Linked DNA regions of Mus musculus: all the other regions are linked to region 1. A link is a contact called in public HiChIP or PLAC-seq data. All regions are on one chromosome and are shown on one strand. Each heading gives the region's core, a stretch centred on a gene start, on an enhancer-like site or on the middle of the called end of the contact. The rest is flanking DNA. Distances are from core to core; before and after follow the strand shown.

Region 1 (5,470 bases), core at 1,984-4,483:
TGGTGGTGAAGCACACCTCGGATGGTTCCATCTGGCGTTGCGCTGACTTGGTCCCTCCAGCAGCCCAGGCTGGACAGCCTCCTGCTCCAGCTCAGCGCGGTGTGTGCTCTTCCTCATCTCAGAGTGGAAATCATCGTTTATGTTATGCAGAGTCCAAGAACTTGTCCCTGAATATGCAGCCCACTGTCTGGAGATTGAATTTCTTCAGTGTGAGAGCCTCACTCTCCAGTACTACCCTGCAGTCCAGACCACAGGGTCTGTCTTCGGGGGAATCCAGATTTGTTGTTCTAGCAAAAGAGAAACCAGAGCCCGTGTTGAGTAAGCTCAGAATCAGATCTCAGCCCAGGGAAACACTGCCAGATGCTTAATTGTGCTCCAATTACACAGAATGATCCAGAATGGCTGCTCTGGGCAGACCAACACGGATGGCCATTATTACATTTGGACAGCCCTGTTTGGTTGTATGCAATCTCTGCACTACTGTGCGTCTTCTTGAGAGATACCAGCCCATCCTAAGACAGAAGACAGTGCCTATTCAACCCACACTTAACCACAGAGGCCAGGGATCTCCTGGGACTTCAGGTCTGGTGGGAAACGACTCCCTCTTCTGCTCTGTCTACCCACCCTGTAGTAAGTGCTGAGAAAAAACTATGACAAGTTGCAAGAGGGCCCAAAAGGTGGTTCAGGAGACACGAAGAGGGCCCGTTGGACCTAGTAAGTCAGTGGAGGAGCCTTGGAGTGTGGTGATTATTCTAGGGGACAGGATCAGCCACTGCAGAAGGGACCTGAATGGCAGGTCACAAACTAGCCAGGAGGAGGCAGTGTAGCTGGAATAGAACAAGACATTATGAGCAGAGGGACCAAGGAATCTGCGCATGGCCCTGTTTTGTGGGACAGCATTGAGCACAGGCATGTGACCTGTCTACTTTAGAATCAGGAAGCTCCTCTGAGGGGGAGGGAGGAGCCCTAGTCAGGCAGTGAGAAAGGGCAGGTCCTCAGAGTTTTCTGAGGGTGGAGACCACAGCATCCAACACCGGTGCAAAAGGTGTGACTGCCCCAGCCAGGGAGCTGGATGGAGCCAGCGTCCAACTTGGCTGCACCCTTACCTCCCTCTACCGCAGCCTGCGCCTGGGGCTTTAGTTAGCCCACCTGAACAAACACGCGCTGCCTGCCACTGAAGCCAATGGGCTCCAGCCAGAGGCTTTGGTCCTGCTGGATGGACCCTAGGCTCCTTTTGGCAGCTCCTGATTGGCTGCCGTTCTCTTGCCAACAATGCATTTCAGGGGCCCACTTAAAAGTCTTTCCATCTGCACCGTACAGGCAGCCCCGAGCCACTGGAGATGGCATGCGGCTTTGAGTGTGATGGGTGGGGGGGCCGGCCTCTTGCTTTCTTGCCCACAGCCTCAGTTGCTGAGGAGCCTCTGAGATCTGCCTGCCTTATTGCACTGTGTTCCATCTGGAAACTTTCAGGGTCTTGTTTTTTTTTTTTTTTTTTTTTTTTTTTTAAACACACACACACACACACACACTCCACTTCTTTTGGTTATTTGAGAAAGGGCCTCCCTATGTTGATCTGGCTGGCCTGGAACTCACTACATAACTAAAGCCGGCCTCGGAGATCTGCCTGCTTCTACCCTGGGTTCAGGGATTAAAGGTGTGCGCCAATACACTTGGTTCTTACTAGCTCCTTTTAAGTCTAATTCCCATGTGTAGACTCTCTTTGATCTAATTTCTCATCAAGTCTTCCCTCTAAACCCAAAGGCACACGAGATGTCAGGCCATGGAGTCACTTGAGACTCACTACTGTGGTTGCCAAATTCATGGGCCCTGTCAGAGTCACCACAGAACACACCACAATGTAGGACTTTCAGAGTGAGCTCCAGAGGTTCTCTCTGCAGATCTAGAGTAGACAGGGCCATAGGGTAGGCAACTGTCTCAGTTTGCCCAGCTCTGAATGGTACAGAGGAGATAGGGGCTCAGCCAGAGCAGCCCTGGGTAAACTGGGTTGCTGGACCCATCTGGTACAGGGAGCCCTGAAGAGTCAGTACTCCCAGGTGGTGAGATGCAGGGCTTCAGGCTTCCCTGCACCACATGCTGAGACCCAGGAGGAGTCTAGGACAGGACGGAGCATACACACAGAGGCAGTCGATATTCCCCAGAGTGAAAGCAATTCCCCCCTACCCCAAGATCTGCCTCTGCATCCTTCAGCATAGCAGGTGAGCATGATCAGTAACAATTAAAAAGTGTTGATCAGCTCATCTGAGTGGGGACAGCAGACTTGTTGGTATTTCAGGGGCCAAGTTTCCCAGCAGCCCCCAGCTGGGCACAGCTGAGCTTTAGCTTCTGGGAGCTGCAGGGTATTTGGAATAAAGGCTCAACCTTGGAGAAGTATTAATGAAAATGTCACAGGCACTAAAGTCAAAGCAGATGTGAAGCCAGCTACACAGGCAGACCTAGCTGATAAGAAACAGCCCAGGAGAGAATAAAAACCTCTTGAGATTAGGTCAAGGACAGAAGGGGGGAGTAGGCACCCAGGGGTCCCCCCATGGCAACTCAGGGGAGCCTGTCGTTCCTGCAGAACAAGCTGACATTTCTGTGCTGCCGTGTTATATATTGACATCCCGACAGGGCAGCGTTTGGAGGCCTCCACATCAGCAAATAAATATTACGTCTCCATCTTCAGCTAAGCAGAGCTGTGGTGCATTCCTATTACTTCATGTGGATTAACCATCTGGAAGTTGAATCAAGCCACAGAGTAAAGAATGGGATCCAATTTTGCATTCACCAAAATAAGCCGTACTAGTCTCAATTTATGGCAGATGGTTATGCAGTCTCAGCGGGCCAAAGAATCTCTCTGCAAAAGAATAAAGTTCATGCCAATTACTGTAATAGGAACCGGTACAACAACTGTGTGAAGCTGACGAAGATCGCAGTGATCGCTGAACAGCTCGTAAACCGTGGGGGGGCCAGGGAGCAATGGGCACCCAGTTAATTCATTAAGATAACGGGAGAGACGAGAAAGCACATGCAGTCATAAAGCAGAAATGTTTCCTCGCAAAATGGGAGAGAGTTGAGAGGCTGTTGTTGGGTCACTCGAGCCACAGGCAGGGGGGAGGAAATGGTTAACGGCAGGAGGCACTCAAGCCAGGAATGGGTTAAATCCTGGGCTGCTCTGTTCCAGTCATTCAAAGCAGACCTGGTCTCAGAATCTGGCGTGAGGCCATTGTGGGTGGAGCCTGGGGGTGAGTGGCAAGAATGAACCGGTGGGAACATTGCAGGCTGCTGCCAGAGGGCCAGGCATACATGCACACCTTTGGGAAAGCGTCTTTGGCTGCAGCAAGCTCAATATGCCTGGATGTACCTGTCCATGGCAGTCTGGGGAGAACGGAGCACTGTATGGAAAGAACACTTTGAGTTCTCCCTGTGAGACTGGCTTCAGGTTACAGCACTGCCTGGCTCCTATACAATGGCCCAGTGTTTACATCTGTCTTTAGATGAAAACTGCTATACTCTTGTAACAGGGTGACCAACGGTCCCTGTTTGTCCATGACTGTCTTGGTTTTAGAGTCAAAGTCTGGCCTCCCAGGAATCCTTTGTCCTGGGCAATGCACGCTGGCTGGTGACTCTAGCTAAGAGCCCAACCAGGGCACGAAGTGTTGTTTTCATGTTTCCTTGTCACAGAGCCATGTCCCATGTTAGTGTCGACAATCCAGACTTTCACTGGCGGGACACCAAGGCTCAGAGGGGTCAAGCTTCATTTGGGGCCTATTGTTCAGTAACGGGGGTGGGTGGGCAGGCATCGGAGTACATGTGCGAGACGCCAAAGCCCTTCAGCCAGCATGGCCTCTGGCAGAGTGTGAGCAGACAGCTCCATGCTAAGACTCCGTGGTTTCAAGCACACTTGCAGGGCTCACTAGCAGGAGACGGGTAGCAACAGTAAGGCCTCCGAGCAAGCACAGGGTCACCATCTCATCCCAGCACTTCCCCACCTCCCAGCATCCTGAGATGATGGCTGCCGCATAGCTGAGCCTTGGGGTAGATCGCAATGAGATGTGAGATCTAGGGCAGTGAAGTCCCACCATGGACAGCACTAACATGCACAGATCCAGACCTCAACCTCATGAGTAGAAAAGCTGTGCCTGTCACTCAGTAGGGGCTGAGAGGAAGACTGGAATCCCAATAGATCCCATATTAACAGGATCCTGAATTCATGGCCCACTAGACCGCCAACAGATACTGTCCTCAGCCAGATAGGCAATGCTGGGCAGGAGTGTAGGGGAAGTGGTCTCTGGTGAAGTAGAACAGCCCTGACCTCAGGGTTGCTCCACCCGGGGATTTACAGGTCAGGCTCCCCTGACACCCCAACTGCTGTCAAGCACACTTAGAAGGAACACACCACAGGCTCCTGGAGACCCCTCATGTCCACAGCACTAACACAAAGCCAGCTGGAGGTTGGGGGGAAGACATGGTACTACTGAGGTAGGGGGCCTCAGTAGGGGGGCAGAGCAGTTACCACCCCTTCCATATTAGTGAGACCTCCGAGTGTGGAGTCTTAGGGTTTGCCTGCCACCATGGAGAAGCTCAGCTGTGCCTCAGAGGACTTTATGAGGAGACATTATGAAGATGTTGGTTATCAGAGGTGGCACATGCTGACAATCCAGCATGAAGTTGGATCTTTTGAGTTTGAGGCCAGCCTGGTCTACAGAACAGGGCTACACAGAGAAACCGTTGTCTCAAAATGCACGCACACACACACACACACACACCACACACACACACACACAGACACACACACACACACACAGACACACACACACACACACACACACACACACACACACACACGTGTGCGCGTGCACGCGCTGAGCGGCAAAGCTGTTCTGCTTTTATGCAATCCACATGCCTGAAGCTCTGCAACTGGAGATTGGAGTCTGGACAAGCAGGTGATCTGTGGGACCCTTGATCAGAAGGCAGTCTGCCTCCAGTTTTAGCAGATGTACAGACGGTAACACCTACCTTACAGACATCGTAAAGCTGCAAAACCAGTGTGGGGTCTCCTTGGACGGCCGGCATTGGAGTTGTTTTTGAAATCAGATGGGGCTGGTAAGATGGCTCAGCGGGTAAGAGCACTGATTGCTCTTCCAGAGGTTCTGAGTTCAAATCCCAGCAACAACATGGTGGCTCACAACCATTCGTAGTGACATATGACGCCCTCTTCTGGTGTCTAAAGACAATGTACTTACATATACTAAATAAATTCTAAAACAAACAAACAAATAAACAAACAACAACAAAAAAAAAAATCAGATGATGTCTTAAGAGAAACAACTGTGGGCAGAGATCTAAAAACCTTTTAGTGAGGTGTTACCCTGCCCACGTGGGGCCACACGCCTCACCCTGGGGTGGATGACGCCATACCTCTCTCTGTGATACCAAGGCTCTCTGCCTGCTCCAGGGGCAACATGAAGAG
Region 2 (5,470 bases), core at 1,846-4,345, 450 kb before region 1:
GGACCACCTGCCCAAGGGTGGTCCCACCTACAATGGGCTGGATCCCCCACATCAATCACCAATTAAGAAAATGCACCATGGGCTTGCGGACAGATCAATCCTCTACTGGCATTTTCTCAATTAAGATTCATATTCCCAATGTGTGTGAAGTTGACACAAAGCCAGACAGCACAATGACCAAGGCTGCCTTTGCCTCCCCAGCCTTCCAGCTAAGAGAAAAGAAGACCAGAGAAGCATAGGATAGCCAAGGTCACACAGCCATGGGACAGTAGAGCCAGAGTTTGATTTCCAAAGATTGCCCTGGCCTTCAGTTTTTCCCTCTGCACCTGAGGACTTTTATTCTAGATTCTTCTATGACCCGAACTTCCAGTGAATGGGTTTCAGGGTGTGTGGAGTGTAGCTCAACAGGGTCCCAGCTTGTAGAGCTGCAAATACCAGCAGCCAAGAGTGGTATGGCCTCCTGTGGACAGGTGGACATCTTCAGCAATCCTTGGATGTCACAGGTGCTGCACTTGCAGGAGGCTTGAGCTACCAGACAGGGGAGGAAGGAGCCAGAGCAGGATGCCAACTGTCTTTTTGGTGTTTGGGGACAGAGTTCACTCAGAAGATTCTCAGGCTTGGGATCTTAGAGAACGCAGCTAGTCTAACAGCTCGTGGGCTTATGCAGTGTGCGCATCCATGACAACCCTGTGACTGTGGCTGCCCTACCCTCCACACTATAGCTTTGAGCTGTTTCCCTGTGGGTACAGTGCTAGATTCTGAACTACTGCACTGCGGAGCAATTGGCTCAAAGTTAAAGCGACCTCTGGACCAGAGGGTGCGGCGTGGAGGTCAACATGGCTCTCGGGGTCATTTTCAGCTGCTTCCACAGAATACCCAAGACTGGATAATTTTCAGAAAACAGAAGTTTATCTGTTTTCTATATACCTCACGGTTCTGGGGATCTGAGCTAGCTGATGTGCTAGGTGGGCAAACAGGGTCCCATCTTCTTGGTCCCATCTCACCAAGATGACCAAAGGGACCCCATCCTCATGAAGGAACTCTAATAACCTCGACGAGGCACCTCTGGATGCCATCAGCTAGGGGACTGGGGAGAGGACATTTCAAGCATGTGAACTTGGGGATGGCCTCAGATTTTCCTTTACAGTGAGAGTTGAGTCCTGGGAAGTGTGTTGGCCTTGGGGAGAGCTTGTATCTCCTTAGCTGGGCAATTTCAACGGGAATAATAGAGCTTTCCTTTACCCCGCCCTCCCTGCTTTCTCATCCTCTCTCTTCTCTCTCCTGCACCTCTCTCTGTTCCTTTGTCCCCTCTCCCTCATTTTTTTCTTTTCCCTCTTTTTTCTCTAAGCTGTGATGAGCACACCATCGGCTCTGTAACTATCCAACCTTCTTTTTCTTCTCTGTCTCTGTCTCTCTGTGTCTCTGCCTCTCTCTGTTTGTCTCTGTGTGTCTGTCTCTCTCTCTCTCTCTCTCTCTCTCCCCCCCCCTCCCCTGCACTCACTTTGGAGGCAACAAAGAAATCCTCGTTGAATAATTCATTCAGAAACTCAAATGTAGCCTCCTCCCCCTCCCCAACTGCCACACTGCATTGGGAGGTAGATGCCCATGGAGGTAGGGAGGGACCTGCCTCCTGGGAAGGCTGGTGAGCTGTGTTTGGCACAGGTAGGGATGCCTGGTTGTTGCTTGGCAGGGAAGGACACACCCCGAAGCACTGGGCTTGGGGACTAGGAAGGGGACTGTGCTTCATAGAAATGGAAGACAGCCGAGGTGGAAGGCACAATGGCTCTCCCACAAACTCTGCAGACAGCCCCAGTCTGTGGAGCTCCTTCAACTTGGTGGTTCAGTGGGAATTGAGCAAGTGGTGGGAATCCCCAGGGACCTACAGGCACTGGACACCCATGGTGTCCTGTGTCACCACAGGTCTCCCCTTTGTGATCAGCTCTAATTTCTCAGGAGTCGGGCGTCACATGCTTGCTACAAACCCCCCTTGGCACCTAAACGCCGACAAAGGTTTTCAAATAAAATATGAGCAAAGTATCTGTGACGGCCACAGCCCTGAGCCCCAAATGTGTTTGATAACATGGAAGCCCTGTGGGTGTCTGACTTTCACCCATGGGGCCCCATTTGGCCAGCGGGTGCCTTGACATACCCCCGGTAGAACAGGTGACCTTAAAAGCCACCGTCTAAATATTCCAGCTCCCGCAGAGCCCAGCCCTACCTGCCACGTGGCTGGGTTTATTTTTAAAGTGGAGCCCCCTTGTCTGTCTGCGTGGGTCTAGATGGGCGGAGTAAATAATTAGAACTGATTTCTCCTCACCCACTCATGAGAGAATAGGAGGCGACATTTGTCTCCGTGTGGGAAGAAGAAGAAAATGAAAGAAAGAAACTTCTTTCCAACCCATGTTGGGTTCTGTGGAGTGTCTCCTCCATCCTTGGACTGTGTCACCAACGTCTTTTGATTACAACATCGGCTTGGAGAGACACTAATTGTACCCTGCTTACAATGCTTGTAATTACAGGGATTACATTTGCCTCATTTCCATATGTCAACACCACGACGAGATGGGTTGGGGGGGGGGGGAGGCGGCCGGGAGCTGCTTTTATAATCGGTTATTGTCTATGGAGAGGAAAAAAAAATCTCTGCACCCAACATGAGTGAAGTGTTCTTTGTTGAAATTGGAAATAAGATTATACATAAAAGTCGTCCTCTGACATCCAGAAAACGGGCAGTTTAAAATAAATTGCGGCTGCTGATCAACTAGATTGCTGGTCCTGATCCCTCTCCGGCTAATGAGGGGGACACCACTCACCGTGCATTTCAAAAGCTCTCTTCTTAATAAAAGATGACCCCCATATCTCTCCTGGAGAAGACATTGTCCCACCCTGATTGTTTGTGACTAAGGCTTCTGGAGGGGGGGGAGAATGGGGAAAAAGGAAAGGAAGGGAAAGAGGGGAGGAGAGGAGAGGTGAGGAGAGGAGAGGAGAGGAGAGGAGAGGAGAGGAGAGGAGAGGAGAGGAGAGGAGAGGAGAGAGCACAAGTATGTAGCAAGCAGGCTCAGAGCTACTCTCATCTGAAGACAGAGGACTCCCAGGTCAATGAGCAATCAACAAACATCCCTGAACAGGACAGTGACCTGTGTTGGAGGAGCTCTGGGTGCTGGCTGCTGCAGTAGCTTTTTGAACAAAGACTTGTCTCCTGTGACACATGGGTTATTTCCATACAAAGGCCAGAGGGACTGGGAAAGAGGGACAGACATGAAAGTAAGGGACTGGGATGTCAGAGAGTAGAAGAAGCAAACCAGCCCCCTTGGGGGGCACCAGGGAGTGAGGAGAGGCAGACTCTGGGATATTGGGGTGTTCCAAGTCACACACACTGTATTATGATATAGTTGTGCACCCCCAATTTGTATGCTCAGCATCCCACCCCTCCCCCCCCCCTTTGATCTCAGAATGTGACTGTATGAGTAGACAGGATCTTGGAGAATGAAAGCAAGTCCTCGGGTGCCCTAAATCCCTCTCCTTCCCCTCCTTTCCCCTCATACACCGCATCCTCCACCGTGAACCATCGCCGGGGAACCCCCACTAAAGTCCAGGAGATGCGCAGTTCTGTGACCCGACAGCCTCTCTCTTTATAAAATGCTCTGCCTGGTGTATTTCAGTACAACACCGGAAACCCGAGATCCTGCCCCGGGCATGCCTGCTGCCAGTGTGTGGAGCATGCTCTGTTGGTTCTTACGCGTACATCGAGGTCACGTGACACAGTTTTGTTTTGTTTTTCCGTCTTTTTTTTTTTTTTTTTTTGAGACAGAGTCACCCAGAACTTGATGTCCTCCCAGAACTCGGCATCCAGGATGCTGGGGTGACACGTGTGCACCCCCATGCCCAACATCTGACTTTTCTTTTTGAATTCATGCTTCAGGTAGCACCGCCCCAATCTTGCACTTCCCAGACAGGAGGCAGAGTGACTGGGGTTCTCACAGGAAACCCCATGACGATGCCCTCACTCTCTCCCTGTTACTTTCACTGAACAGGACACAGGCTGTACTTTAAGGGACATGAAAACCCCCTATGATAATCAAGGAACTGCAGACCGCAAGGTTGCAGGCTTGGAGGCAGGGACCACACTGCCCGCCCTACATTCTTGAAGTGGGCACCCCTAGAGAAAACAGAATGGGAGGTGTTCTAATATCCGAAGCCACGAAAGGACAAGTCCCCCAAGGAGCCAGATACGTTTCAAGTCCTGAGAAAGGGGGAATGGATGCACTTGAGACCTCACAGCGAAACCACAGTGGTACCTCCCTGGGATCTACCGCAACATCTCATAAAAAAGATCGGTGGGGGCCTCGGCATCGATCAATCACAAACCATTTCTGTCAGTGTCACAGCGCTGCAATGCTTGGGGAAGCTCACAGACACATCTGCTAAATTTAAAGGCTTTGGGGTTTGAGAACAAACAAATAATAAATAAACAATTTTATAATGAAATGAAGAGGGCACAGGAGACCTTTGAGCTGGGAGATGAGGAAGCTGAGGTAAATGGAAGATGAAGTTAATGTGTCTGTGTGTGTGTGTGTGTGTGTGTGTGTGTGTGTGTGTGTGTCTGTGTTTTTGTGTATGTGTGTGTGTGTGTGCGCTTATGTTTGTGTTTGTATATGTGTGTCTCTGTGTGTGTATGTGTGTGTGTCTGTATGTCTGTGTCTGTGTGCATGTATGTGTATGCCTGTGTGTGTTTGTAAATGTGTGTCTATGTGTGTGTCTGTATGTCTGCATCTGTATGCATGTGTTTGTGTGTGTGTCTGTGTACATGTGTGTGTGTTTGTGTGTGTATATCTGTGTGTGCCTTTGTGCATGTGTGTCTGTGTGCATGTGTGTGTGTCTGTGTGTTGTGTGTGTACACATTTCTCTGGTGTGTGTGTGTGTACATATACAAGGTTTACAAGGTCACAAATAGAAGGTTGGGATGGATGGATCAGTGGGTGGATAGATGAATGGATGGATGGGTGGGTGGATGGAGGGATGAGTGAGTGGATGGATGGATGGATGGATGGATGGATGGGTAGGTGGATGTGTGAATGGATGAACAAGAAGTGAATAACATGTTTCAAAGACAGTCTGAAGGTAGTTGAACCTAGACTAGATCCTTACACAGAACTCAGTGCTCACTTGGGGGTATTTCCATAGTTAAGATGTCTCACTAGAAGGTGGTTTGAGTTTTGGGTCTTGGGGCATTCCCTCAAGCTAGAGTCTGCCCACTGTGAGGAGAGGTGATTTGAAATAGTGAAACAGAGCCTGTTGGAGAATTTGTATTGGTGAGTGGATACTTGAGGGTCGAGGGAGCCTACAGCAGGCAGAGTTGTGGGTTCTCAGTAGATCAGTTATGACACAGACCCGGGCTTATTGTTGGTATGTGAAAGAACAGGAAGCTGGGACCTGAAGCTGTGCCAGGCTGGCACAGCATTGAGGGTTGAGT
Region 3 (5,470 bases), core at 1,616-4,115, 410 kb before region 1:
CTAGGTTTTCATCCTGGGTTGCCATTCATTTATTCCTGAAGATGCCAAGATATAGCTATGGTCACTGTTCGTGTTTTAGTAGTAGGGTATTTTTCAACTTGAGGGGGATTTTCAAGAGATGTGTGTAGCTGTGACTAGGGTTGTATCTGTGCCTACTTGACTTCTGAGATCCACCTCTGTCTACTCTCGTTGTCCAGGACTCCCTTTGGTTCTCAGGGTCAGACACACCCAATCTGTGAGGCATCATTTCAGAAGGAGACTGGAGAAGAGGGAATGACCATCTGGTGCCATGCACCTGGCTGAGAGCAGCCCAGTGTGGACCCTGATCTGCTCCCTGGGGTTCCCAGCAGGACCAAGCTCCCCGTGTCTGCCATAGTCATCTGTTCCTGAACATAGGGACCAGGTCTTTATTTCCTGCCGCTCACTGCCCTGGATTCCAGCATCCTGAATTCACCTTGAAAAGAAGCCACCCACACCAGATCCTTCTCTGTAGCTCTGCCCCAACAGTGACTTCAGATACTCCTATAGACTGACATCATTCCCATTCCAGAGATAGAAGATGTGGGGCCAAGGGGCTGGGGAGTGTGTTCAAGGTCACAGAGCTCTGGAAGTCACAGAACCCTCTCTGTTGGTTAAAATGGTAATGGTGTTTTTGTTTGTTTTAAAAGATACATTTGTTTGTTTGTTTGTTTATTATATGTAAGTACACTGTAGCTGTCTACAGACACCCCAGAAGAGGGCATCAGATCTCATTACGGATGGTTGTGAGCCATCATGTTGTTGTCGGGATTTGAACTCAGGACCTTCGGAAGAGTAGTCAGTGCTCTTAACCACTGAGCCATCTCTCCAGCCCCCAAAATGGTAATGTTGTTGAATGGACAGTCTCCAGCATCACCTAGGAGTCAGACCTCTGGGCCTGTCTGTGACGGAATTTCTAAGGTTAGGTTAACTGAGATGGGAGATACACTCTAAATGTGAAAACCACCATCCCTGGGCTAGGATCCAGGCCTGGATACAAAGAAGAAATTGAACTGAGTACCAGCATTTGTGACTGTGGATGCCATGTGTGGTCTGCTTTCTCATGCCTTGTCTTTCCTGATGGGCATGATGTCCTCAATCGGGGACAGAATAAAACCCTTCTCCTTCTGATGGCTCTTGTAGGATATTTCTTCACAGCAATGAAAAAAAAAAACAAACTATTCTAAGCTCTCTAGAGCCCTGCCCTTTAAGCTTCCTCACTACTGCACCAGCCATCGGCGCTGGAAAGCATTTGTCCCAGGGCCTTTATTGTGTGCAGAGGAAACCTCAACCCCATCTGAGACAGGCTTGGTGATAATGCTGTTCTCAGAGGAACTGGGGTCCATGAGACACAGCTGGGAACATGTACTACAGCAGGAGAATTGGGGGAACCCTGAGACACAGCTGGGGACACACACTGCAGCAGGGGACATGGGGACCCTGAGGCACATCTAGGGACATGCACTGCAGCAGGGAACATGGGGTCCCTGAGGCACAGCTGGGACATGCACTGTAGCAGGGGAATTGGGGGACCCTGAGCCACAGCTGGGACATGAACTGCAGCAGAGACAGGCTTGGTGATAGCTTTGTTCTCAGGGGAAGTAGGGTCCCTTAGGCACAGCTGGGGACATGCACAGCTCCAGCTTGTCTACCCTCGATCCAACTTACCATGTGGCCGATGGAGAAGCCTAGAGGAGTATGGAACTCGGGCAGAAGCCAGCTTCTCTCTGTGGATCTGAGCTTCCTGACTATTGATGTCCCCGAGCTTGAGACTCAGTTTCCCCACTTTCAAAGTAGAGACCTCCCGATGACCTAGGAATAACTTCCGTGTACAGAACAGTCGACACTTTATGAGGTGACCCTCACAAGCCACTCAGCACAGCGCCCCACCATGGCAGTTGGGGGACACACACTCTGTAGCATCTATCTCGAATGAGCCCTGTGAACAACCTGGTTCATGATGACAGGATGCAGCCACCATGCGCAGGGTCCCTGAGTGAAGACGTGACAGAGTTGAGCAAAGGGTGTGTCTGGAGCACAGCGGACGCTCTGCGAATGAGCACTAACATCCGTGTCAAGTGTTATTAATTGTTATCAACATCACAGACACTGCTGACATCTGTATTGGGTACCTAACATTCACAGTCTAGGAGAAATGATCTCTGAGTTCCTGACATCTGGGGACTCTGCACATCACAGGGGAGAGGATGCTTCCATTCAAGGGGTTTCCTTCAAGAATAATGAGGCCATCGTTTGATGGGTCAAACACCAGGGACCCTGGTATGTGAGAATCCAGAAAAGAAAAGAATGACCCTTAGGATCAGTGTCTCCCAAGCACGGCCAGGGGTTGACTTACACTGTTGATCTGACGCTCAAATGGAACTGGGTGTCCTGTGTTTCCACTTGCTAGACCATAAAACCACTGGTATCCATGACAACAGCTCCTGTAACTTGAGGAGCCCAGTGACTCCCCAGGCTGCAGAGCTGGCCTGCCAAGGCTCTTGGCCTAGGCCCTGGGCTCAGTCACTTCCTGTGGCTGGCTGTCTTGAGCAGGGCTGGGCTTCTCTGCTCAAGTCGCATTAGGCCAGCTGTCTTGACTCCTGCGTCCTGGTGGATTCTAAAGTCTGTGGACGATTTTGTACAAAACTCAGGAACGTGGACCTTGCTGTGTGCACTTCAGGGTCCCAGGCGAGCCACCTGCTCTGGCACACCGTGGTTGGGTCCCCGGGCCCCGGCTGTGGTTGTAATATGACCCAGTCCAAGGCAGACGGGTGCTGACTTGCAGTGAGCAAAGCAGCCAGGACAGAGCAGCGTGGAGAAGGAAAAGAATCCGAGATGAGGCAAGCCTGGCCTCGGGTGACCTGGCCCGAAGGCGGCCAGCCAAAGCTGGGTGTGGAGACCTTCCTACGCACATCCTAGGCTGGCAGAAGGCTCTTGAGGTCAATGCCAAGGTCAAAAGCAGGCACTGAGTCACCTGGAGATGGGATTCAGGACTCTCTGTCCCAGCCCCAGCCTGGCCTCTTTCTCTGGCTTGTTGCTCTTCTCCTCCCTCTAGGCTGCCTCTGCCGAGAGAGGGTCCCTGAGTGGGTCCCTCCAGCCAATACTCTGGAGGCATCCCACCCTGGACTCGTGCTTTTAAAGCTGGTTTCTCTGAGTTACAGGCCAGAACTGGGTTCCCAAGCCAGGCTCTCATCACAGGAGAGGCATGGCTAGTGACCTTCAACTGTGGACCTTATTCAAACAGTGCACAAAACTCTGATCCTAAGGAGAGGCTCAAGCTGCAGATAAAAACCCCTTCCTTCCTTTTCTTCTCTCACTTCTCTCCCTCTGCCTTTCTCCCCCTGTCTCCCTCTCTTGAGGAAGGAAGGGCTCTTAGGAATGAGACAATTTACAAAAGGTTCTGCACAGCCAAGGCATCTCTAGAGCATTCTCAGGGCTCAGAATGATCGGAGGCAAGGAAGGCAGAGCGCCTGGCCAAAGGCCTGCAGCTCCATACGAGGGCTCTGCCGTGGCTGTGCAGCCTCTAAGGGTTTTGCTCTCCTGGTTTGGTTTGGATTAGATCAGAGGGGCCAGTCTGGGGGCCTAGTTGAATATCCCTGTGCTAGCCCATCCCTGAGAGTGCTGGTGCTGGGACATGGAGAAGAACAAAGTATAAGGACCCATAAGGACCATCCATGGGTGTAAGTAGGAGGTGACGCCCGCTGGGGAAGCCCCGGGGTCGGTGGGAAGGCACAGTATAAATGTGTCCATCATGGGGAGGATACCCCACCACCTTCCAAGCCACTAGAACCAGGAACCCACTATGTTGGAGGAAAGAAACTTTGGAATCTTCTGTGGGTGCAAGGCAGAGTCCTGGTCCCCTTCCTCTACTGATTCAGACTTAGACTCACACTATCTGTCTAGAGATATAACATATCGGCCAGTCTTTAACAGACATTCACGCTGCCCTGGTGTGTAGAAGTGTTTCCAAGCTTCACCTATACTGAGAGAATTGGAGTTCAGAGAAACAGTGAGCCACGTGAGAACACACAGCAGGATTCCCTGGGAACCAGAAGACAGGACAGGCTTGTTCTGGAGTGGATGGATGGATGGATGGATGAGTGGACACAGACAAATGGATAGATGGATAGATAGCTAGATAATAGGTGAAGAGATGGTAGATAGATGATAGATTAGATAGATGACAGATTGATAGAGGGATTCATAGATAGATAATAGATAAATAGATACATTATGATAGATTAGATAAATAGATGGTATGTTGATAGATACATAGATAGATGATTGATAGGTTGATAGATTGATAGGCAAATACATAGGTAGATGATAGAGATAGATGGATGGATAGATAGATAGATAGATAGATAGATAGATAGATAGATAGATGATAGACGATCGACTGATAAACACATAGATGATCAACAGATAAACACATAAATAGATGATAAATAGGTAATAGGTGGGTAGACAGGTTATAGATAGATCGATAGATGGATGGGTGGGTGGGTGGGTGGGTGGGTGGATGGATGGATAGATAGATAGATAGATAGATAGATAGATAGATAGATAGAATAGGTAGATGGATGGATGGATGGATGGATGGGTGGATGGATAGGTGGATGGATAGGTGGGTGAGTGGATGGGTGGGTGGGTGGATAGATGGAATGGATGGATATAGATAGATGGATAGGATAGGATAGATAGATAGATAGATAGATAGATAGATAGATAGAATAGGTAGATGAATGGGTGGATGGATGGATGGATGGATGGATGGATGGATGGATGGATAGGTGGGTGAGTGGATGGGTGGGTGGGTGGATAGATGAATGGATGGATATAGATAGATGGATAGATAGATAGATAGATAGATAGATAGATAGATAGATAACTGGATTAACAACTTAAAGGAATGGGATAATGAATTAATGTAAACACAGATAAATAAATAACAACCTGTTTGGAGTTTGTGAAGAGATGAGTCTGGGTTGGGGATGGTTGAGACAGAACTGTCCTGACTCATTTGACAACACCCTAGCTGTCCAAACTGTGCAGTTTCGGCCCTACAGTTTCTGGCCCTACAGTAGATTGAAGCTTTTACTTTTTTTTTTTTTTTTTTTTTTTTGCTTTGTTTGTTTGATTAGTTGGTTGGTTAGTTTTTTTTAATTCTACATGCTAACAGAGAACAGTCACAGAGCTCTTCCTCTTCCAGATGCCTCTTAAGTAGCACCAACCTCTGCCAGGCAGCCAGGTATAGGCCAGCAGAAGCCTCTGTGCAGGGAGAACTCAGTGCAGAAAGCCAGGGACGGAGTGGACAGGCATCCTGATCCTCTAGGGAGATGGATCAGGCTACAAACCCCAGCTCCAGAGGCCACACTGACCTGACCTGAGATATTCACTGATCCTTGTAACAGGCTGTGAGGATGGGTATAGCCGGCCCTCGTGGAATTAA
Region 4 (5,470 bases), core at 2,085-4,584, 290 kb before region 1:
AGAAATCAGGGGATGGAGTGATTCCTTGGACATGAGTGTTGGAATGAACTAAGCTAATGTGTGTGACCATGCAGAGGACCCAGGCAGATACTGTCCTCTCAGCTATTTCTGTCCTTACAGTAGAATGCATTGCCCCAAAACATCCTTACTGGCCTTCTCAGACGCTTCCAGACAACAACCCTTCTCCTCCTGAAACCAGATGCCCTTTGAACTCCACGAATGAAGGAAATTCCTGGAAGGGGTTGCAGGAACGTCTACAGTAAGGTCATACTGCCCGGGACAGGCACCTTAGGGTTTCGATAAACCCTAATGATGAAGCCCAGATCACATGGAAAGTCGCATACGTGTTACTGTAACCCTCAATAGCTCCAACTGCACCTACTAACAGACATGTGGGCAAACAAGCTTCCAGAAGCTTTCTGCTCTCTTCCGATCTTGGAGCCTTCTTGCCGGGTCTCACAGAAACAAGGAAACCACAGGTCAAAAGCAAAATGAATCCCCTAAGGAGTCCTCGTTAAAGACCACCCTGAACGTTTAGAACTAATTCGTGTTACCCACTCTGAAGCTGTTAAGGCTGGAGCAACCTATAGGCAGCCTTCTGCCACCGAGGATCTGAGCGGTTCTCACAGGCTCCCTCTTCCTCCAAGGCAAGGACACCATCTCTTATGGGCTTAACCTATGTGTAACAGCATTTAGATGGTTGGTCTTAAAGGGGTGAAATGAAGACATTCAGGTAGCGGCAGATTTAATCCAGTGGGTTCTTAGAGCCTCTGGCTGTTTCCAGGCTAGGCACGACCAATCCATTGGTTTGATCGATCTCACAAGGCACAGACACGACCAATCCAATCTGAGTCCGTGTCTCAGATCCTACGGGGAGGTGGACTAGACTTGCAGGGGCCAGGAGAGGGGTCCCACTAGGGCCACTTTGAGGGGCTCACTTTAGTGCATCTCAGTAGCTCCCAGGTAGCTGCACCACAGGGTGGGGTGTGAAGGACACCCAAGTTCGGCCGTTGACATAAAGACTGAGCAAGCTGACTCTAAGTACCCAGAGATGGTCCTGGGGACAGCCCAGAAAAGGCTTTTGTTTTGCTTTAAAACCTTCCTGGTGATTTTCTCAGAGGCTTAACACCCGGGAGAGAAACAGGATCTGGTTTTCGAGAGGGCTGCAGAACTGAAGATTACCGTTGGTCGCCTTCCAGGGGCCGTGGCCTGCCTCAGGATCTTTGCACACACCTTTTACTCTCTGCCTGATAGCCCATTACCTCGGACATCTGATTAAACTCTGCCTCCTCTGGCTGTCAACCCTAATTTGCAGGCTCCCTCCCCATCTTTCCCCTTTCCAGTCTCTACTGGACGTTCTCTGCTGACACTGCACAATGTGGTCCCTCTCCCCCTACACTGTGAGCTAAGCCTTTAGGGACAAGCTGTTACTACAGTAGTCATTGTTGGCCCCGTATGGATACTATACAGTGGGTGTTGATGAACGAGGGGAGTGGGGAGGAAGCCCTGGATCAGCCATTTCCTGCTTCAGGGATCCCCCCACAGCAGTCTGGTGTGATGAGGAAAGCAGGGCTCAGAGAGGTGAGTACACCATCCTGATGTCACCCAGCATTTGTAAAGTAGGTCTAGCACCTGGTGTCTGAACTTGCCTCTGCAGGACAAGGGGCCCCTGGATGGATCCTTCATATAATTTGCATATGGGTCTGAGGGCTCCAGGAGAGCCTGGCACAGGTCAGAAACATAGCTGCCCCCAACTCTAGACCCAAGGCTGCCCCATGGTGACCTGCATGGCCACTTGGTGGCACTGTGGGGCTGACACTGACCATCTGTCACCTATAGGACACCCCCATTCAGTCCAGTGTGTCCAGGAGACCTCAGAAGGCAATTTGTATCATCTGTACCACAAAAAAGGAAACTGAGGCACAGAGATGCCAGGAACCCACCAGCAAAGTTGGAGAAGGAAGGAAAAGGACAGTTTATGGAACCACCACCCTATGACCTAATGGCAGGACTGGTCTCCAGGTGGGGAAACTGAGACTAATGGGTACAGGTGGAAATCAAGGCAAGATGGTTGACTGAGGCCAATAGGCACAAGTGGAAGTCAAGGCAAGATGGGTGACATACACTTGAGAGCAATGTTGCTGAGTCGCAGCAAGCCCTGACTTGGACCACAGTAGGACCACATCTCAGCAAAGGAAACTGAGGCAAAGAGGCAGCCCTTACTTAGTAGCTATCACCCAATCTCAGTCACTACCAAGCCATATCCCTGGCTTTCACCCAACCCAGGCAATCTCAGCTAGCAAGGGCCCTAGCTTCAAAAGGGTTCTCAGGCCCCCAGCCCTCCTGATGTGGATGGCAGCCAGAATCTGGGTGTCACCAGAATGTGGGTTGTAGGGAGACCCCATGTCTCCCCCAAATGGCCACACATCTTCTGGTGATCCCAGGAGCAGGAAGGAGTACTTCTGGGGGGGCAGTCCCTCAGTGTCTCCTGAGAGGGGGTGGAGGGGGGTCTCTTGAGATGGGGTGGAGGGGGGTCTCCTGAGATGGAGTGGAGGGGGTCTCCTGAGATGGGGGGTGGATATAGAAAGAGCAGAGACAAGCACAGAAAAGGAGACGAAAAAAATCTAGGGAGGAGAGACCTGCAGACAGAAGCAGACAGACAGAGAGCCTCACAGACAGAGAGACAGAAATAGATATGGAGAGAAGAGAAAAAGCAGACAGGGGAAGAATAAGAGACAGGAACAGCCAGAGACAAAGCAAGACAAGGAGAGAGACAGAGGCAGAGAAAGAAACATAAACGGGGAGACAGCTGAGGAGAAGTGACAGGGAATGTCAGAGCCAGACAGACACTGGCGTGGGACTCGGGGGATGGGGATGGGGGCACAGAGGCAAGAGGTGTGAGAAGGACAGAGGTGAGGCCTGGAAAAGCAGAACCAGTGCCCAGGATGTACAATGCAGGCTGCCAGGGGTGGGAGGTCTGTGTCTGATCTCAGAGAAGCCAGTACAGGAAAGCAATCAGAGGGAGGCTTGTGAGGAGGACTAGCCAGAGCAGAGAGGGAGGAGGGACGCAGGGTGGAGGCAAAGACTAGCCAGGACAGCAGCTGACTGAGGTCCCACCATCCTAGGGACCTCACCAGACTCCAGGATAGCAGCCCTCCAAGGTCCTCCCATTCTGTCTGTCCCCGTACCTGTGACCTCCCCGCTTGCCCCCGCCCTTGATGGCAGAGTTGGCCAGGGTCCAGGGCGGGTCAGGAAGCTGGCCCTCTTGGAGATGAGAAGATGCCCCTTTCTGCCCACTCAGTAGGCCCAGCAACCATTTGCATAAAACGATGTTCCTGCGAGGCATGCTAATGCATCCTGCTATTTTTGCCTCTCCTGGATGCTGGTTTGCATACATTTACATACCCTGGATGAATTAAGCTAGGATCATGTAAATGAACCCACTGGCTGGGGTGAGGGGTTCTGGGTTCCTGCCTCTGGAGGGTTCAGGCTGTCATAGTCTTCTCAGTGTAGACAGTGTCCTGGGGCTCCAGGACAGGTTGGCCAGGGTCAGACCTGTGCCTGTCCCTGATCCTGAGGCCAACACCGCCCGTATCAGGCTTAGGGCTACAAAATGAACTTTCAAAAAATTCATGTTCTATCTTTCCATGGCTTCCAGTGTGCTACAGTAAAGGTCAAGATTCTCCTGTGGCCATGGGACTAATACCTGCCAGGCCCCTAGATCTTTTCTGCCCTCCAGACAGCAGGAATGTGTGGCCAGAAGGTTTCTGCCTGCCACAAACCCTTTGCACGTGCAGCCCCAGTGAAATACGCTTCCCCTCTCTTCAATGCTAGTATTTAATCCGTCCTTCTCAGCCCAGGTCTCATACCAATCCCTCAGGAGACCTCCTCTGGCCTCATCATACTTAGGAACACACTTAGCCCTTGAAGCAGCTGCAAACCTTAAGGATTCGGTGTCTCTTCCTCTAGAGTATCAGAGCCTGGGGAGTATGGGGGACAGGTTTTCTTCATTACTGTCTACTTTAACTGTAACATCAGGTGTACACATTTTCTCAATTAACATTTCTCAAAGTCAGGCGCACGCCTTTAATCCCAGCACTTTGGAGGCAGAGGCACTGGGATCTGAGATTGAGACCACCCTGGTACAGACCGAGTTCCAAGACAGCAAGGGCTACACAGAGAAACCCTGTCTCGAAAGAAAACAGAAAAGAAAAAATTCTGGTGAAGAGATGGACAGTTGGGTGGATGGATGGATGGATGGATGGATGGATGGATGGATGGATGGATAAGTGGGTGAGTAGGTGAATGGATGGGTGGGTGGATGGATGGATGGACAGGTAGGTGGGTAGGTGAATAGATGGGTGGGTGGGGGGATGGGTAGATGCATGGATGGATGCATGGATGCATGGATAGATGGATGGATGGGTGGACAGATAGGTAAGAGGCTGGATGGAGGGATGGAGGGATGGATGGTGGGTAGGTAGATAGATAGATGAGTAGACAGATATACACATGCATGGGGCAGGCTCAGATAGTCAGCCCCTAGCCTGGTGTGCTCCAAACTCAAGGCCCATTGGTGCATGGGGCTTTTACACATCTGTGAACTGAACATGTTCACCATTCCAGGCATTGGGTTTAGTGTTCTGTACCTGTTATTTTTAACATCCCACCCACCCAAATCTATAAATGAGAGATGCAATGTTACAAGCTTCAAGAGAGAAAACAGAGGCTCTGGGAGGGAAAGCCACAGATCCAGGTCACAGAAAGAACTGGGACAGAGCTGAAGGTCCAACCTCGGATCTGTTTGTCCCCAGCATCCAGCCTTGCACATTTTCTAATCCTCTGGGTGACAACCATAGCTCACACCTGAGTGAGAAACCCTTCACTTTGCCTCATGAGGAGTTATATAGTGTGTAGACTGGAATACAGGAACTTAGGTCTATTGGCTGCACACACAGTGACCTGGCCCTGCCATATTTCAGGGTCCATGTGTAGACCTGTGCCATATACTTGTGTTCCCTCATATACACATCAGCCTGCAGACACTTACAGGCACACACGCGCACACAACCAGGCTTTGATGGACTGTTACACGTTCATTCGGGAAACGTTTCCTGCAGATCCGTGGTGATTCCGTGATGCTGGGAATCAGGAAGACTGTAAGAACGGACATGGCTTGACCAGTTTTTGAAAGCCATCTGGTGATTCCAACTGAATGACATTCCAGAGGGTACAGGAATCCCAGGTATCCACAGAGCACATGTGTGAGAGACCCAGGCTTCTTGTGGGCCAGATGCTAAGATATACCCCTCCCTCACCACAGTACAGATGAGGAGTCTGATTGGTCACAGAGGTAAAGCCAAGATCCCCAACAGAGCAGCCTCCTGGCTTCCTTCATAACCTGCCGTTCCCATGGTCTCAGATTCATCTGCCCCAAACTGCAACAGTTCCGCTCCACACAGACCAGAGA

Evidence for each region. HiChIP or PLAC-seq counts read pairs in DNA pulled down with a chosen protein or histone mark.
Region 2: an H3K4me3 HiChIP or PLAC-seq map of embryonic basal ganglia shows a contact between it and region 1, with 4 times the contacts expected there. The contact joins two enhancer-like sites. A contact is called at or near these places in 3 of 484 Hi-C or Micro-C datasets (cerebellar granule neurons, embryonic stem cells and nephron progenitors), 7 of 115 datasets of contacts at active chromatin or transcription factors (VIP interneurons, embryonic basal ganglia, embryonic forebrain and 2 more) and 2 of 9 other capture datasets (embryonic stem cells and embryonic trunk).
Region 3: a contact with region 1 is called in an H3K4me3 HiChIP or PLAC-seq map of craniofacial prominence, with 4 times the contacts expected there. The contact joins two enhancer-like sites. A contact is called at or near these places in 1 of 15 datasets of contacts at CTCF or cohesin (the NIH/3T3 cell line), 2 of 484 Hi-C or Micro-C datasets (embryonic fibroblasts and group 2 innate lymphoid cells), 10 of 115 datasets of contacts at active chromatin or transcription factors (T-cell acute lymphoblastic leukemia, cardiomyocytes, craniofacial prominence and 7 more) and 4 of 9 other capture datasets (adipose tissue, embryonic stem cells, embryonic tail and 1 more).
Region 4: an H3K4me3 HiChIP or PLAC-seq map of embryonic basal ganglia shows a contact between it and region 1, with 4 times the contacts expected there. The contact joins two enhancer-like sites. A contact is called at or near these places in 14 of 484 Hi-C or Micro-C datasets (B cells, the CH12 cell line, LSK cells and 5 more), 4 of 115 datasets of contacts at active chromatin or transcription factors (double positive thymocytes, embryonic basal ganglia, embryonic midbrain and 1 more) and 1 of 9 other capture datasets (embryonic trunk).

Annotation. Positions count from the first base shown.
Region 1 is chr5:111,391,769-111,397,238 of GRCm38.p6, reverse strand. No RefSeq gene overlaps it. Among named protein-coding and RNA genes, the nearest start is that of Mn1, 23 kb to the left of the region's middle. Within about 2 kb of position 3,233, at least 85 of the 459 cell types and tissues checked have an H3K27ac peak or open chromatin away from gene starts, as enhancers often do. A contact at or near this core is called in craniofacial prominence, embryonic basal ganglia, embryonic tail and 1 more, where this site is marked.
Region 2 is chr5:111,840,861-111,846,330 of GRCm38.p6, reverse strand. No RefSeq gene overlaps it. Among named protein-coding and RNA genes, the nearest start is that of Gm29935, 50 kb to the left of the region's middle. Within about 2 kb of position 3,095, at least 33 of the 459 cell types and tissues checked have an H3K27ac peak or open chromatin away from gene starts, as enhancers often do. A contact at or near this core is called in embryonic basal ganglia, where this site is marked.
Region 3 is chr5:111,797,231-111,802,700 of GRCm38.p6, reverse strand. Gm36535 (a long non-coding RNA gene) reads right to left here. Exons shown (of 2, transcript XR_003955955.1): 2 at 1-1,830. Among named protein-coding and RNA genes, the nearest start is that of Gm36535, 6.6 kb to the right of the region's middle. Within about 2 kb of position 2,865, at least 171 of the 459 cell types and tissues checked have an H3K27ac peak or open chromatin away from gene starts, as enhancers often do. A contact at or near this core is called in craniofacial prominence and embryonic tail, where this site is marked.
Region 4 is chr5:111,679,430-111,684,899 of GRCm38.p6, reverse strand. No RefSeq gene overlaps it. Among named protein-coding and RNA genes, the nearest start is that of Gm36434, 18 kb to the right of the region's middle. Within about 2 kb of position 3,334, at least 36 of the 459 cell types and tissues checked have an H3K27ac peak or open chromatin away from gene starts, as enhancers often do. A contact at or near this core is called in embryonic basal ganglia and neural stem cells, where this site is marked.